2 separate regions of the Podarcis muralis genome follow, and region 2 is linked to region 1. Evidence: chromatin contacts called from public Hi-C data. All regions are on one chromosome and are shown on one strand. The core of a region is the stretch at or near the end of the contact, and the rest is flanking DNA. Distances in the headings are between cores, read along the strand shown.

The links. A called contact is a pair of places that touch in the nucleus more often than the background predicts.
Region 2: a contact with region 1 is called in a Hi-C map of blood, with 5 times the contacts expected there. The contact joins the promoter of UQCRC2 here to the promoter of THUMPD1 in region 1. A contact is called at or near these places in 2 of 3 Hi-C or Micro-C datasets (blood and tail).

What each region holds. Positions count from the first base shown.
Region 1 is chr14:42,255,896-42,258,787 of rPodMur119.hap1.1, reverse strand. THUMPD1 (THUMP domain 1 NAT10 acetyltransferase adaptor) reads left to right here and starts at 1,367. Exons shown (of 4, transcript XM_028706147.2): 1 at 1,367-1,984. The coding sequence starts at 1,742.
Region 2 is chr14:42,596,412-42,599,303 of rPodMur119.hap1.1, reverse strand. It overlaps UQCRC2 (ubiquinol-cytochrome c reductase core protein 2), which reads right to left and starts at 1,427. Exons shown (of 14, transcript XM_028705785.2): 1 at 1,251-1,427; 2 at 1-14. The coding sequence starts at 1,412.

The DNA of each region.
Region 1 (2,892 bases), core at 118-2,617:
CGGTCCACTTGCTGAAATTGCAAACGCCAATTCAAGGGACGAGGACTTCTCTGCATCTGAGACTGCAGAACATAAAGCAAACACTATGATTGGGTTGGGGACCTGAGCGATTCAGTGCCTCCTCTTCTGTTTTCTCAAATACTAACTTCAGGTGATGGGAAGGCCTGGCTTTCTACTGGAAATGCGCCGAGAGAAGCAGAGAAGGACTGCCGGCAGTCTAGTTCATTTCTTAGTATTTTCCATGACCAGTACAGCATTCTTCTTGATTTCCCGGCTTCTCCTCTTATCAAAGTTCTGTTACAGGCTCCGTTCACCCTCTGCTTCCCCAGTGTGCATGCGCCCGCCCCGGGCACCGTCAGCCTGTGCTACACCACTGGTGGTTGGTGACTTTTAAGCCAGCAGCTTAAAAAGGAGGGCAGGTCACCGTTACCCTGACAGCTCACCCATCACCCTAGGCCAATTATTTATACCATGTACAGCAACACTAGTGTATATTGATTTTTTAAAAAGAAGTTCCCTGATATCAAAAGCCTACAATCTATAACTTTCAGTGGTCCCACTGATATTGCTGCTGCTGTTGCTGCTGCTGCTGCTGGGGGCAGCTTGGTTGGCACTGACCCAGAACAGGGCCTTCTTGGTGGTGGTTCTCCACTTGAGGAAAACCCTCCATGGTGAGGTGTGTCCCTCTTCCTCATCATTAATGTTCAGGAGGGATTAAAAAACATACCCGGTTTGCCCAAGCATTTGATGGCTGAAAGACACCATTCCAGGCAACCTTGAAACTACAGAATTAGCTATAGTTAGGATTGTGACTATGTTCACACACTTTTCATGTTTTAAAATACACTTTTTTATTTTAAATGTTTCCTTTTTTCCCTTTTGCTACTTTGTGGTTTGCTACCCTGGGCTCTTTTAGAAGGGCAGGCCAGAAATCCAATAAAGGAAATAAATATATCTGAAATCACCCATTTTATTAGAATGCCTGGGTCTCTGCAAAGTAGGCATTGCATGGTTTTGTCTCCTGAGGAAGGTTTATATGGCATATGCTGGTAGTTTAAATGGGAAATTTATTAGGCAGCTTTTTGGAAGCTGACACGGATAACTGAGAAATATAGCGGGGGGGGGGGAGGGCGCGTGTAGACTTTAGCTCCGTAACAGCTTTTCCAAAGTTGCTGCATCAGTCGGGTTTTAGGACCCGGCGGGAAACTACTTTGGGGCACAGCGCGGAACTGCGTGGCGCAGAAGAGTTTGCCTGTTGCCATGATGACGGGGAAAGCCTAAGGCCTGTACTTCCGGTAGGAAATGCACAGCCTAATGGAAAGCCACCGATTCCCGCATTTCGCTCCATTAGCACCTCTATCCTTTAACAAAAACAGAGAGTAAAAGGGAGACCCTCGAAGCTCTATGACTGCAGAGCGGCGCCTCTCTATCCCTTGGCGCCTCTATGATAGGAGTAGGCCCGATGCTGTCGGATTACCACCCCCATCATCCCTGGTGGCCAAGCCGATGGGGGAGTCTTAGTCCGGCAGCACTAGCAGAACCGCAGGTCCACGCACCCGGCTCCGTGGCAGAAAAATAAATAAAACAATAACAATTAAATATGCTAATATTTATTTCCTATCTCTATGGTGCTGCCCCCCGGCGCGTCCCGATGACGCCATCGAAAGGGGGCCGACACGCGCGCCGTTGCGGGACCAGCCGTTGACGCCGCCTCCGCGGTTCGCCTTTCCCGACGCCCGCGATGGCTGCCGTGGAGACGCCGCCCGCTGCCGCGCCAGGAGCTGCGCCGGCTGCCTCTCGCAAGCGGCGGCCCAAAGCGCAGTACGTGCACGCGGCCAAGCGGGCCCGGCCCGGCGGCTCCCGCCAGCTGGAGCCCGGCATGTGCGGCATCCTCATCACCTGCAACATGAACGAGCGCAAGTGCGTGGCCGAAGCCTACAGCCTGCTGGGCGAGTATGGCGAGCAGCTCTACGGGCCCGAGCAGGTAGGGAGAGGACTTTTGGGTTTAGACTAGAGGAAAGGGGAGCAAGACGCGGCACGATTGGAGCCTATAAAATTAGATATCGCTTGGGAAAGTGGGGGAAAAGAAGAACCGTCGGAATCGTAATATCCTTATGCAAATCTGTGGTGCAGCTGCTTTTGGAATAGAACGAATTAAGTACTTAACCCGAGGTACCGCTGTACTGTGTCTTCTCCCCTCGAAACGGATATTGCTGGGGAAGCTTTAGAAAAGGGCGACCAAAAAGGATCAAGGGAATGAAGCAACGCCCCCGTGAGGAGAGGTTGCAACGTTTGGGATTTTTTAGTTTAAGAGAAACGGCAAATAAGATGATAGAAATTCATACAGCTCTGCGTGGTAAAGACAAAATGGCTAGAGGAAACTTTCCCTTACTTAACACCATTAGAAATTGTGGAGACCCGAGTTTAATTGTTTTAACACAGCGGTATTAATTGGTTTTTTTAACACGGCTGTGTTGATTTTTTTTTTTTTTAAAAGAGACCTATCGAATTTGTATAAGAATTTAAGCTTGTACCCAGCTCTAAAGAGGCTTTCCTCACATTTTGAGTTGATACGGAAGGAACAGGGGGGGGGGTACCCATCCTTCCCTACCGCTCCCTGAAGGGGTCCGAGGCGATGGCCCCTGCAGTGCCCAGCCGGCCTTGAACCCTCAGCCCCCGCACCATTGCATAGGCACCACACTGTACCCCTGCCTTGTAAATAAAAGGCTCTCTTTCCTGTCTTCACGCGGGCGGAATAAGCCCCATCTTTCCTATGCCTTTCTCTCGCCCTATTCCTAACGTGAGTCTGGAAAGCATTGAAACCTTTAGAAATTGATATAAAATCAACCACAACTCCGATTTTCTCCATCCTGGTGACATTCAACTCAGTTG
Region 2 (2,892 bases), core at 178-2,677, 340 kb before region 1:
GAATAAAATCTCCTCTAATAAGAGAGAACAAACAATGGTAAGCTAGATCCATACACATTTCAACCAATTAAATTTGAAAGATAAGCAATGTGGTGTAGTGGTTAGTGTGTTGGACTACGACCTACGAGACCAGGGTTCAAACTCATCCATGCTGTTCACTGGGTGACCTTGGGCCTAACACTGCTTCTCACCCTAAACTACCTCACAGGATTGTTGTGAGGATAAAACTGGGTAAGAGGAGAAATATGTATGGCTCCTTGAGTTCCCTGGAGAATATATGTACTACGTTATAAATAAATAACTGGCACAAAGTAAACATGCCAGGAACAAGAATGTCCATGTTCCAAGTCAATGGATATCAAGCAGACATTCACTAAAAACCATCGTTTAGACCACCGAGCCTCTTGGAATTGCGGGTCAGAAGGTCAGCAGTTCGAATCTGCACAATGGGGTGAGCTCCTATTGCTCTGACCCAGAAACCTGTCTGTGGACAAACGGCGGCTCCTTCGACCTGAAAAGTGAGATGAGCGGGGCAACCCATAGTCGCCTTTGACTGGACTTAACCGTCCAGGGATCCTTTACTTTTTTACCTTAGACAACCCTACCCTGATGCTTAGTCAGAAACGCTGGTGTGAATTTTAATCTGCTTTTAGCTTCTTGTTCTTGCAATTTCTCCTGAATTTTCTGGTTTCCTCTTTTTGTAAAGCACTTGGATGTGTTGCCGTTGTTTGCAATAAGCGATGCATAATTTTTTTTACGAAATAAATGAATAGCTTAGCCGTTCTCCCTAGAGACTAATTTGTGGCCTGGGGGTGTGTGTGTTTCCGTGCGGTGATTTCTTTCCTTCGTTTTCAACGGTCATTTCTCCCCCTGCCGGAGCGAACAGCATTCTGTCCTGCGTACGTCTAAAGGGGAAACGCCGACTGACAGCTTCCGATGGTGCTGGGGCTCCAGGGACAGGCCGACCTCGGGGCTCCTGTAGCGACCTTCAGCCTCCCGGCAGAAGAGGGGTCTGTCACCACCCTCTTCTCTCCCCAAAGCGGTTGCTGAGAAGGAGGAGCGGCGCCCGGAGATGGATGAGGCGCCGGCCTTCCCTTTCCCCTCCTTCCCCGGTCGAAGGCCCGAGTCAAGGTCGCTCCCGGGAAGCGGGCGCTGCGCTTCCTCCATCGGGCCTTCACCGGCCCAGGCGCCTCTCTCGCTCCGGGCTCCCGCCCCTTCACCGCCGCCGCCTCCAGGGCGCTGCTACTCACCGAGAGGCACCGCGCTGCCGCCGGAATGGGCTTCATGGTCTCCGACCGCCACAGAGCCCTCCGGAGCCTCCCCGGGGAAGAAATCCAAGATGGCCGCCCAGGAAGCGGAAGGCTCTTCCGGTCCACGCCGCACTGCCACTCTTTCCGCGCCGCCCGAACCATAGAGAAAGCGGAGCCTTTCTATAATCTCGCGTCTATGCGCCCAGCGCCTGCGACTAGGGAAACGCCCCCGCCCCGTAGAGGTAGGGGAACGTTGTTCCAGCATGGAAACTAGGAGAGGAAAGCGGCTAGAGCGTCGCAGGCCAGTCCATCAAGGGGATAATCGTTCACCGCTAAGAATCATCATACACGTCCGGTTCTCATTTGCAGTTGGTAGAATCCTGGATGGCAAAGGACGAAAACAGAACCTGAGGACTAAAAACTCTGCTGTGCGCAGTTAGCTCGCGGGCTGACCCTCCAGCCACCTAAGTTGTAACTCACGAGCGTTTCGCAAATTTGATTTTCTCTCTCCCCCCCCCCCTTGCATTTGAAGAAGAAAGGACATCTATCCTTAATTCTGATAAATCTTTACATTGCTTTAATTCTCGAGGATCGGGAGCGAAAGCTGCATGTTCTAAATAAAGCACGCTCTATTCATTTCTTTTGTTCTCTCTGTAAAGGTGATTTGCGGTACTACCATCCAGAAACTGCCACCCACTTGTCAAGGAACAACCAGGAGCACACATTTAAGCGCCTTTGCAGCCAGGTCTTGTACGTGCCCCACCTATGATGTCAGGTGTGAGGCAGGTGGGTGCAGTTTGGGGGAAGCAAGTTAAATCATGACCCTTGCAGGAGGAGTGGAGGTTCACCCCACGCATTTATAGCACATGACTTCACCCAAAGAATCCTGGGAACTGTGTTCTCCGCTTAAGGTAAAGGCCGACTCGGGTTGCGGTGCTCATCTCGCTTTACTGGCCGAGGGAGCCGGCATTTGTCCGCAGACAGCTTCCGGGTCATGTGGGCAGCATGACTAAGCCGCTCCTGGCGAACCAGAGTAGCGCACGGAAACGCCATTTACCTTCCTGCCGGAGCAGTCCCTATTTATCTATTTGCACTTTGACGTGCCTTTGAACTGCTAGGTTGGCAGAAGCAGGGACCGAGCAATGGGAGCTCACCCTGTTGCGGGGATTTGAACGACCGACCTTCTAACTGGCAAGCCCAATGCTCTGTGGTTTAGACAGCGCCACCTGCATCCCTTCAAATAACTATTTATTCAAATAAATAGTTATAAACTAAAAAACTCCATCGTGGGGATTTGAACCGCCGACCAGTACGTAAAGTTCCCAGGATTCTTTGGAGGGGGGGAAGCTTGGTAAGAGCACTTGTCCTGGAAGGGCTGAGAGTACCATAAGACAGTGGCTCTGAAGAAACCCAGGATGATCTACAAGTCACCCGTCAACAGAAGATTCACTCTTTCTCATGCACACTCTTGCACACAGTTTACCGGTATATTTCAAAATTCATTCCCTGCTTTTCTTTTCTTAAATAGTTTTTATTATTTTTTTCATTTTTATCTTCATCACAATACATTCCCTGCTTTTCTTAAGTTCATGAAGTACAGTAAAGCAAAACGACAGAAAAACACACAAACCCAGTTGGAATG